Linked DNA regions of Ovis aries: region 1 is linked to region 2. Evidence: chromatin contacts called from public Hi-C data. All regions are on one chromosome and are shown on one strand. The core of a region is the stretch at or near the end of the contact, and the rest is flanking DNA. Distances in the headings are between cores, read along the strand shown. Region 1 holds the start of DUS1L (dihydrouridine synthase 1 like). Region 2 overlaps CCDC57 (coiled-coil domain containing 57).

Evidence for each region. Hi-C and Micro-C count contacts between places; a contact is called where the count stands out from the background.
Region 1: a Hi-C map of mixed tissues shows a contact between it and region 2, with 2.4 times the contacts expected there. The contact joins the promoter of DUS1L here to the enhancer-like site in region 2. A contact is called at or near these places in 2 of 16 Hi-C or Micro-C datasets (mixed tissues and tail adipose tissue).

Annotation. Positions count from the first base shown.
Region 1 is chr11:50,308,851-50,313,459 of ARS-UI_Ramb_v3.0, reverse strand. It overlaps DUS1L (dihydrouridine synthase 1 like), which reads right to left and starts at 1,614. Exons shown (of 14, transcript XM_042256235.1): 1 at 1,376-1,614; 2 at 287-780. The coding sequence starts at 523.
Region 2 is chr11:50,195,235-50,199,740 of ARS-UI_Ramb_v3.0, reverse strand. All of the region lies in intron 7 of CCDC57 (coiled-coil domain containing 57), which reads right to left. Among named protein-coding and RNA genes, the nearest start is that of CCDC57, 32 kb to the right of the region's middle. Within about 2 kb of position 1,785, at least 16 of the 54 cell types and tissues checked have an H3K27ac peak or open chromatin away from gene starts, as enhancers often do.

The sequences.
Region 1 (4,609 bases), core at 365-2,864, 110 kb before region 2:
GCAGAAAGCCAGGATCACTGACTTTGCCAAGAGCAGAGCTGTTCTGTCTGTCTGATAAAGAGGGGGCACTTGGGGTGATGTCAAGGGGGCGGGAGGGAGGGCCTGCAAATCTTCCCCGGCACCCAAGCCATCCATTTGCCAAAAGTCTGAGGCAGCTACTGGGGAGAGGTCAACCTCTGCAAGAACCAGCCTGCTGTTGCCCCTCTGATCTCGGAAAGTCGGGAAGCCTTTTCTGGAAAAGCCCAGGAAAGGGTTCTCGGCCAGCGTTGGAGGCTGGGCCGCTAACCTGTACAATGAGAGGCCGGTCCTCAGGGCACACATCGCAGTACAGGTTCTCCTTGCGGTAGTTGGCATCACGGACAAAAACCTGGGCATGCAGCATGGGTGTGTAGCACAGTTGGGCCCCATGTCGGCGGCTCAGAAGCCTCCAGGCCAGCTCACTTTGGTCCACCATGGGGGCCACCACGTGGCGGGCCCCCCGAAGGGTGCGGCTCCAGAACTCGAAGCCTTCCAGCTTTGGCATTGCCTTCACACTGAAGGGCAAGACCACGGGCTCAGCCGCAGCCAGTGGAGCGCAGGTGCAGGAGGTGACCCCCTCAAGGCTGCTCTAGCGCTGCCTGATGGTCACAAATGCGGGTGCTAAGGGTGTCGGCTGATGCAGGACAGGAACTGACGCCTCATTGCCATCGCCTTCCAGTGGAGACCGTGGACAGGTTACTCAAACTTTCTGCGCTTTAACCTCTCACTTCTTAGCGGGATTAAGATGTCTGCCTGGCAGGACTGGCATGAAGAATAAATGGAACAGTGAGTGATGTCCTGTCAGTGCTTTGCCCAGGGGAGGCCATCACAAAAGGCAGCTACAACCCACAAGGCCTGGAGACCCCCACCAAGGCAGGACCACCCTGTGGCGACCCCACCAAGGGGCACAGGGCAGTCACCTGGACACTCTGCCCTCCTCTGGGTGTCAGATGTATAAAAGCACTACGAGGACGTTCCCTCTGGCTTATCTTACCCATGCCTGGCCGACCTTATCAGAGACACTGTTCCCTACAGTGACTTAACAGGTGGTAGGTAGCCTGAGGCTTACAATCGAAACCCCAAAGGAACAGATCGTGACGAGGGGCTCACTGTCAGAGAACACCCACCTCCTGTACTACTTTGGGAGTTATTAAGCAGGGTCATCGGCTTAACAACTGCCTAAGCGCCCAGCTGTGGGTTTATTTTCGGGAACTGTGAAGCTACATGTAAAAATCAAGATGATGCCCACAGAGGCCTGGACACGAGGCGCCGAGCGCGGGGCCTTCCACCTCCACCCGAAGGAAGACCCCCGGGGCCCCAGAGAACCGCGGGTCAAACCTGAAGGGAACCTACCTACCTGGGCGGAGCCGAGCCACCTGGGCGCCCGAACCGGGTCGCGGCTCCTTTCTACGCAGCTGGGCCCTTCGGAACAGGGGGGAATAGCCAGGGGCCCACTAGGGGTCCCACCGGGAGCTCCGGGGATGCGGCTAGGGTACCGCGGAGTGAGGATCCTGGGCTCGCAGCGCGACTTGAGACCGCCACGCTGGGGCCGCCACCCGGCCGCCGCCGGGCCCAGGGCTCCGCGCTGGGGCCGCCGGGAGGTGCTCCGCCAGGCCGTTCCGGGCGGCCCGCGGTGCTGCGAGAAACGCATTCCCGGGAAACCGCGCCCGGCTGCTGAAGGGCCCGCCGCGCGGCGGAGGGGCTGTGTGCGGAGTCGGGGTCGTAGACTAGAAGTCCACTCCTCCGGGCGCGGCGGGGCAGTTTCGCAGAGGTAGGGCCGGACAGGGGCCGCCGGGACTCTCCCCTCGCTTGCGGGGGCTGGTTATCGCCCGGTGCCACCGTACCCGAGCTCCCGCCCTCCCCAGCAGATGCTCGGGGCTGAAGTCCTCTCTTCGGCCCCCACGCGGAATCTCATAAAGATCTTCGAAGGACCAAAAATCTCTGTTTTATTTCGGAAAGCAAACACCGCGTGAAATTCCTGTCCCGCGGCCCCCAAAGCGCCGCGCTCGGCCTCCCAGACCCACAGAATTCTTCATGGTAAACTTAAGACGTGCGAGAGCCACCGGGTTAGCGAATATAATAACAACCTTACCTCCTGCTCATTCTCCTAAATACTCGCTTCCCTGTCCTAAAGAAACCGACTGATCCTCGTTTCCCCCTTCTCCCTCCCTTTCTCCTATTACCTTTGGTACAGAAACCTCTACCTCTGATTACTGAGTGTCTGTCTTCTGTATCCGCCAGAGGGTTGTGAATATACTTTCTTCCTGTTCACCTGTCTTTTGTCAATTTAATTTGCAGGACCCCTAAACAGTCCCAAAAGGGAAGAGGGAAAGTTTTTCCTTTAGCAGAACCAAGTTTCATTTTATCATTTCATCCTTAAGTATCTCAGTATCCCCCAAAGACAGGAATTTTTAGAGCAGTATCATTAACACACCTGAAAATCCCTATGTCCTAAGATCAAATATCCATCCTTGTGTGTCCAGTATGGCAGCCAGCTGTCACATCTTGAGTGCTGGAATGTGGTCTGAATTAAGACGTGCTATAACAGGAAAAAGACACACCAGGTTTCAAAGTCTTAGGGGAAAAAAAGTAAAAGTTAATTGATAATTTAAAAAATATTAATGATATGTTGAAATTATATTTTTTATATTGCATTAGGTTACATATGAGTGCCTAATATGGCAAAATCCCTGGTGGCTCAGATGGTAAAGAATGTGTCTGCAATGCAGGAGACACCGGTTCGATCCCTGGGTGGATTCCCTGGAGAAGGGAAAGCTGCCCAATCCAGTGTTCTCACCTGGAGAATTCCAAGGACAGAGGAGCCTGGTGGGCTACAGCCCATGGGGTCATAAAAAGTCATACAGGACTGAGAGACTAAGACTAACACTTTTTCTTTTTTTCTTTTTTCAGGTTAAATATATTATTGCAATTAATTTTATCTTTTTAACTTTCTTGAAATGTGGCTACTGGAAATTTTACATTTACATACGTGGGTGGGATTTGTGGCACAGCAGATTGAGGAGCTCACCAAATTTCTTCCCAAAAAAGCAAAGATAAAACTGGACCAAAAAAAAAAAAAAAGGACAGAATTGTTAAAAGCAACCATTTCAGGACTCTGGAAGTTGATCAAATTTCGTACCATATTTGAAAAGCACTTATTTAAAAAAAAGAACCGCACATCTATGAGAAGACCAGTGGGAGTCTATGATTTCAGTATTGTACAACTTTTATTTCCTCCCTTCCACTGGTAACTCCACCAGAGCCTGGTAGGCCTTGAGGGCTCCTAGTTCCTACACACTCTGGAGAGAGCTGACTTGACTGGGAAATTAGGGAAAGCCCCAGAGAACAATTGTAATCACATAGCAGACAACAGGGTGAAAGTATTAGCTGCTCAGTCAAGTCCAACTCTTTTCTACCCCATGGACTGTAGCCCTCCAGGCTCCTTTGTCCATGGGATTCTCCAAGCAAGAATACTGAAGTGGATAACCTTTCTCTTCTCCAGGAGATTTTACTGACCCAAGGATTGGATTGAACCTGGGTTTCCCACATTGCAGGCAGATTCTTTACTGTCTGAGCAACCAGGGAAGCCCCAAACAACTGGGTAGAAACCTGTATCTTGGCTGCCTGATACTGGTTGGAGAAAGCAGTATTCCAGCCATAAATTTAACAAAGAAATTCAGTAGATGAGCTAGCCATGATGGGTCTTGATAAGATAGTGATTTGCTAGGCTGTGCGTATAGCAAGGAAAGACCAGAGTTGGCCACAGCTAAATACACCTGTCTGACTGAAGAAGAAAGAGGCTTTGTGCAAGGAAAAAGGCGGGCCCAAACAATAAACTGCTAACTGCAAAGGGTGAGGCCTTACCAGTTCAGTAGACTTAAGCATAATCACTAACTAATAACTGGCTGGCCATTAAACTATAATGGCCCAGGGATAAGTCTTAGGAAACCAGGCTTGCATATAAAAAAAAGGTTTTATTTTTGGCCTTGCCACATGGCTTGTAGGAGCTAAGTTCCCCAACCAGGGATTGTACCTCAGCCCTCTGCCATGAGAGTACAGAATCCTAACCACTGAACCACCAAGGAATTCCCTAAAACAAAAAAGATTTTTTAAAAATTTAGTAGAGGACTTACCTGGCAGTCCAGTGGTTAAGACTCTGTGCTTCCAATGCAAGGGACACAGGTTCCATTCCTGGTCAGGGAACTAAGATCCTACATGCCTCAGTGTGGCCAATAAAACCAAAAAAATCCAGTAGAGATACCAGTGGCCACACACTGTAGGGGAAACAGACTGTATAGAATTCACCCAGGTTGGGAACTGAACAAACAAATACCAACATCAATAAACACATACAGTAAGGCAGGGAGGGGGTCAGAGTCCAGAGCTACTTACTACAACATATTATAAATGCCTAGTATTTAAAAAAATTTTATAAGACAGTCAAACAAAAAATTTAGGACATACACAGGAAAAAAAAAAAAATGGTTCCTAGAAACTGTCCCTGAGGGGGCTCAAATGATGGAGTTAGCAGGCAAAGAATTAAAGTAGCTATTGTAAATATGTCCAAAGGACAAAAAGAAACCATGGTTAA
Region 2 (4,506 bases), core at 536-3,035:
GCTCCATCCAAACAGGGGCAGAGACAGGAAGGAGAGAGGAGCAGCTGCCCTCATGGGAAACTTCTTTCAACATTTCAGCTTAAACAGGCCTCAACATAGAGGCTGGTGTGCTGGTTAAAATGCCCTTGGCAAAGGGTCAGCCAGCCCCACAGGAATGAGACGGCTCTGCTCTGCTCTTCCTACCCTGGCCTGTGACCCCCAGGCCTATGAGCCCCTGCCTGAGGAACCCTGTGCTCTCCCCTCTCTCGGGCATCCCAGTGCCCTCGCACGCTGGGCATAGACATGCGGGTAGCTGGGTAGGGCTCTCTGCTCACAGGCAAAGCCCACTGCAGTGGGCAGAGGCTGGTGTGAGGGGTTCCCACAACCTCAGTCCTAGTCAAGCCAGGATTATCATCACTCTGAGTAGCAGAGTTCTCTGTTCATAAAGTACTGCAGTGAAGCTCATTTAGGAAAACCCTTTAAAGACCAAGGTGGGAATGAAGAAGGGGAATGAGTATGGGGAAATGTACAAAACCCCACAGTCCAGAGGAAAGCCATGCTGCTCGGTAAAGCATTAGGATTCTTCAGCTCTATTACTAACTTAGGAAAAGGCACCCTCTTTGAACCTGCCTAGATACAGTATGTAATAAAAGTGTCACATTCTTAAAGGATTAAGACCTGTCAAGTGTGAGATTTCCAGTGTTATTCTTAGCTATTAGAAAAAGTCATTTTTCTTAGTATGATTTAAACAAATTACTTCTAGTATGTCCAGATTCATACTGATCTCTTACCTAAAATAAACCAGCTCATCCTAGTAACACAGGGGGCTACAAAACGTTGGAAACTTGAGAACACGTCCAGCTCAGACACAGCGCTGGTGTCAGAATAGAGGCTGCAGCTGTTCCTCTCCCGGTCCACCCAGTACCCCTTCTCTGGGGCAGTGCCTGCTCTGGTCCCATGTAGTTGTTGGGGTGATAAAAGTAGTAGGTGGGGGCCCAGGTGAAGTGAAAGTCACTCAGTCGTGTCCAACTCTTTGCAACCCCATGTGCTATACAGTCCATGGAATTCTCCAGCCCAGAAAACTGGAGTGGGTAGCCTATCCCTTTTCCATGGGATCTTCCCGACCCAGAAATCAAACTGGAGTCTCCAGCATTGCAGGTGGATTCTTTACCAACTGAGCTATCAGGGGGCCCAAGAGCCTGTAACAAAGCTGCCCCCAACCCCATGAGCCAACCTAGAGCCAAGACCACATGGGGCAGGATGTATAGGCGGGCAGGGTGCTCATGGAATCCGGGCTTTACCCTGGCAGTGTCCCACCAGACACTTAGCCCCAGAGCCTCGAGTGTCCAGTGTCTGACATGACAGAGGGAAATGAGAGGCCCTTCTCTGTTCTGTGTGTCACTGAAAGACAAAAGGACATGAGATGCCTAGCCTGCCCTGGAATTCCAAAGCACCGCTTCCCCTCTACCTACTCACTCGCAACTCTGCTCCAAGGTCCAAGGAAAGGGAAGCAGCTGACAGCCCTGGGAAGTCGACTGCCCAGGCCCCATGCATCAAGCAGGATGTCTGTTCTGAGCTTCCCGTTATAGTCCCTGACCTGATCTTTCATGATTCCATATGTGTTGGGCTTCCACAACTATAAGAGAAGTTGCTGGAGCTTGAGAGCCATATTTTTATTTCTTCTTAATTTCTATTGAATTCTCACGAGATGATTTGCACACAGCAGGGGCTTTGTATGTGGCCATGAATGGGATCCTGGTTCCCGCTCCACTTTGCCGAGACCAAGACAGCACAAGTAGGCCTGTGTTCTGGAGAGCGGAGAACTTGCCCTCGTTGAGTCCTGGCCTCCGTCCAGCATTTGGACCAGCACTGCCCAGCACTGAGCCAAGGGCCATTCAGGGCTCCGAGGCACGTGGCCAGTCTGAATTGAGATATGCCTTTAAAATTTAGCATCAAAAAATGCAAAATACCTCAATAACAATTTGCTTAGGCAAGTTTAGGCATCCATCTTCATTAATATTTTTAAATTGATTACTTATTTTTTTCTCAAACTTAAACTTTTAATTTTGTATTGCAGTATAGCTGATTAACCAATTACTTTCCCATGTGGAGCAGTGGTAAAGAACTGGCCTACCAATGCAGGAGATGCGGGTTCAGTCCCTGGGTCTGGAAGATTCCCTGGAGGAGAGCACGGCAACCCAGTCCAGTATTCTTGACTGGAGAATCCCATGAACAGAGGAGCTGACAGGCTATAGTCCATAGTGTCACAAAGAGCTGGATGCGACTGAAGTGACTTGAGCACACAAGCACACAATGAGATGGTATTTTGGACATACTGGGTTAAAAAATGTTATTGAAGTTAATTTCATCTACTTCTTTTTGCGTCTGAGCTGTGACTATGAGGAGGTTAAAGTACCCTCTGGCCCCACCATATTCCTTTCGATAGGTTATATGCCTGCATGGTTATACACACACAAGGTTCTCACAATATGGTCTCAGCTCATCATTTCTCTACTCTGCTATCCACAAATTAATGGTCACAAGAAAACCAGCACAAATAGGCCCAAAGAGGCAACAAAATCATAACATGGGCCATTTTGTTGCTGACTTGTAAAGAGTACGTCTCGGTGGGAAAAGACGCTGATACAGACACTAAGGCTTCTCCTGGGAACCCACTGATGCTGCTCGTCACGGCCTCTCGACTGTCCAGTGGGGAAGCGGGAAGGAACATGATGGCGGACCCGCCAAGAGGAGAGAGCAGAGGAGGAGGCCTCCCCACAGGAAGGCCTGTGCACCCGGACCCTGGGCTCTGAGTCACTGTCTATGAGAAGGGCCCCGGGAGAAGTCTGTCCAAACCAAACAAGGAGTGGCTGGGAGACACACACCCTTGAGATTGAGCTGCCTCATCCCTCCAGCTATTGCCGCCTAGGTTTAACAGATCAAACAATAAGACGCATGACTCTAAAGAAGCTATCCTTAATAAGCTTTGACTTCCTGGTATTTTATAGTTCAAAGCCATTTTCCCCTTCAGTAGAAATATAACTTGGTAGAGAATTCTCTGTAAAAAAGAGAGACAGAAATAGTTCCCAAACAAAGGGGAAAACCCAGTTGCTAAACAGCAGGATTTGCAAATGACTTATTTGTCTTAATCATTTTCCGTAAACACAGCTTCTCTGAAGATCACTTCCTTACTGGCTGCCAAGAGGCTGAGTTCAGTTACTGCTTCAGTTACAATGATCCTTCAGAGACACCAAACACAGCGGGATAGAGTGGTTGTGTACGGCCTGGCTTAGATGTCAAAAGGAAAACTGGGTTTGAAAAGAAGTTAGTTTGGAATTCCCCAGCAGTCTGGTGGTTAGGACTCTGTGTTTTTTCACTGCCAAGGGCCTGGATTCAATCTCTGGTTGGGGAACTAAGATCCTGCAAGCCATATGGCATGGCCAAACAAATAAATAGTTTAAGTAAATTTTTTAAAATTTTTGGTTGTGCTGGGTTTCCTCTAGTTGCGGCGCACAGGCTTCTTATTGCAGTGGCTTCTCTTGTTGTGCAGCACAGTCTCCAGGCGCGCGGGCTTCAGTAGTTGCAGCAGGCAGGCTCAGTAGTTGTGGCTCGAGGGTTCTAGTGCAAGGGCTCAGTAGCTGTGGCATGGGGGCTTAGTTGCTCCTCGGCATGTGAAATCTCCCTGGACCAGGTATCAGACCTGAGTGCCCTGTATTGGCAGGCGGATTCTTATCCACTGTACCACCAGGGAAGTCAAAAAAGAATTTTTAATTAAAAAATAAAAAGAAATAAAAAGAAACTAGTTTATGGAGAAACTGGAACCCTTGTGGAAAACGGTGTAATTACTGTGGAACACAGTTCCTCAAAAAGTTACATCTAGCGTCTCCACTTCCAGGTACACATCCAAAAGAACTGAAAAGAGACCTGAGCGGGTATTTGCTCACCCAGTCACAGAAGCACTAGTCACAGCACCTAAAAGGTAGAAACACTCCAAACTGCCATCAACAGCTGAAATAATAAACAAAAGGTAGCTGTATGCAAGCAATGTGATGTTACTCAGCCTTAAAGAGGAAGAACATTCTGATGCCTGCTATAACAACGTGGATGAACCCTGAAGCCATCACGCTGAGTGGAATCAGTCAGTCAGAGAAGGACAGACACTGAAGGATTCCTCTCGTGTGAGGCCCTTAGGGCACTCAGATTCACAGAGATGGGCAGTGGGATGGTGGGTGCCAGGGGCTGGGAGAGGGGGATGGGGAATCATTATTGAAGAGGCACAGCTATAATTTTACAAAGAAAAGGGTTCTGGAGACGAACGGAGTGACAGTTGCTCAGCAGCGTGAATGTGCTTAATGCCACTGAACTTAAAAATGGCCAAGGCGGTGAATTTCCTGCTGTGTGTGTTTTACCATAAATAAACAGACGCACACATTCATACATACGTCCACACACGCTTTCAAATGAAACAAAAGGAAAGAGAACGGTTAAGAAAAGTGACAGGAGAGCTGCAGCGGTGACTCCCAACAC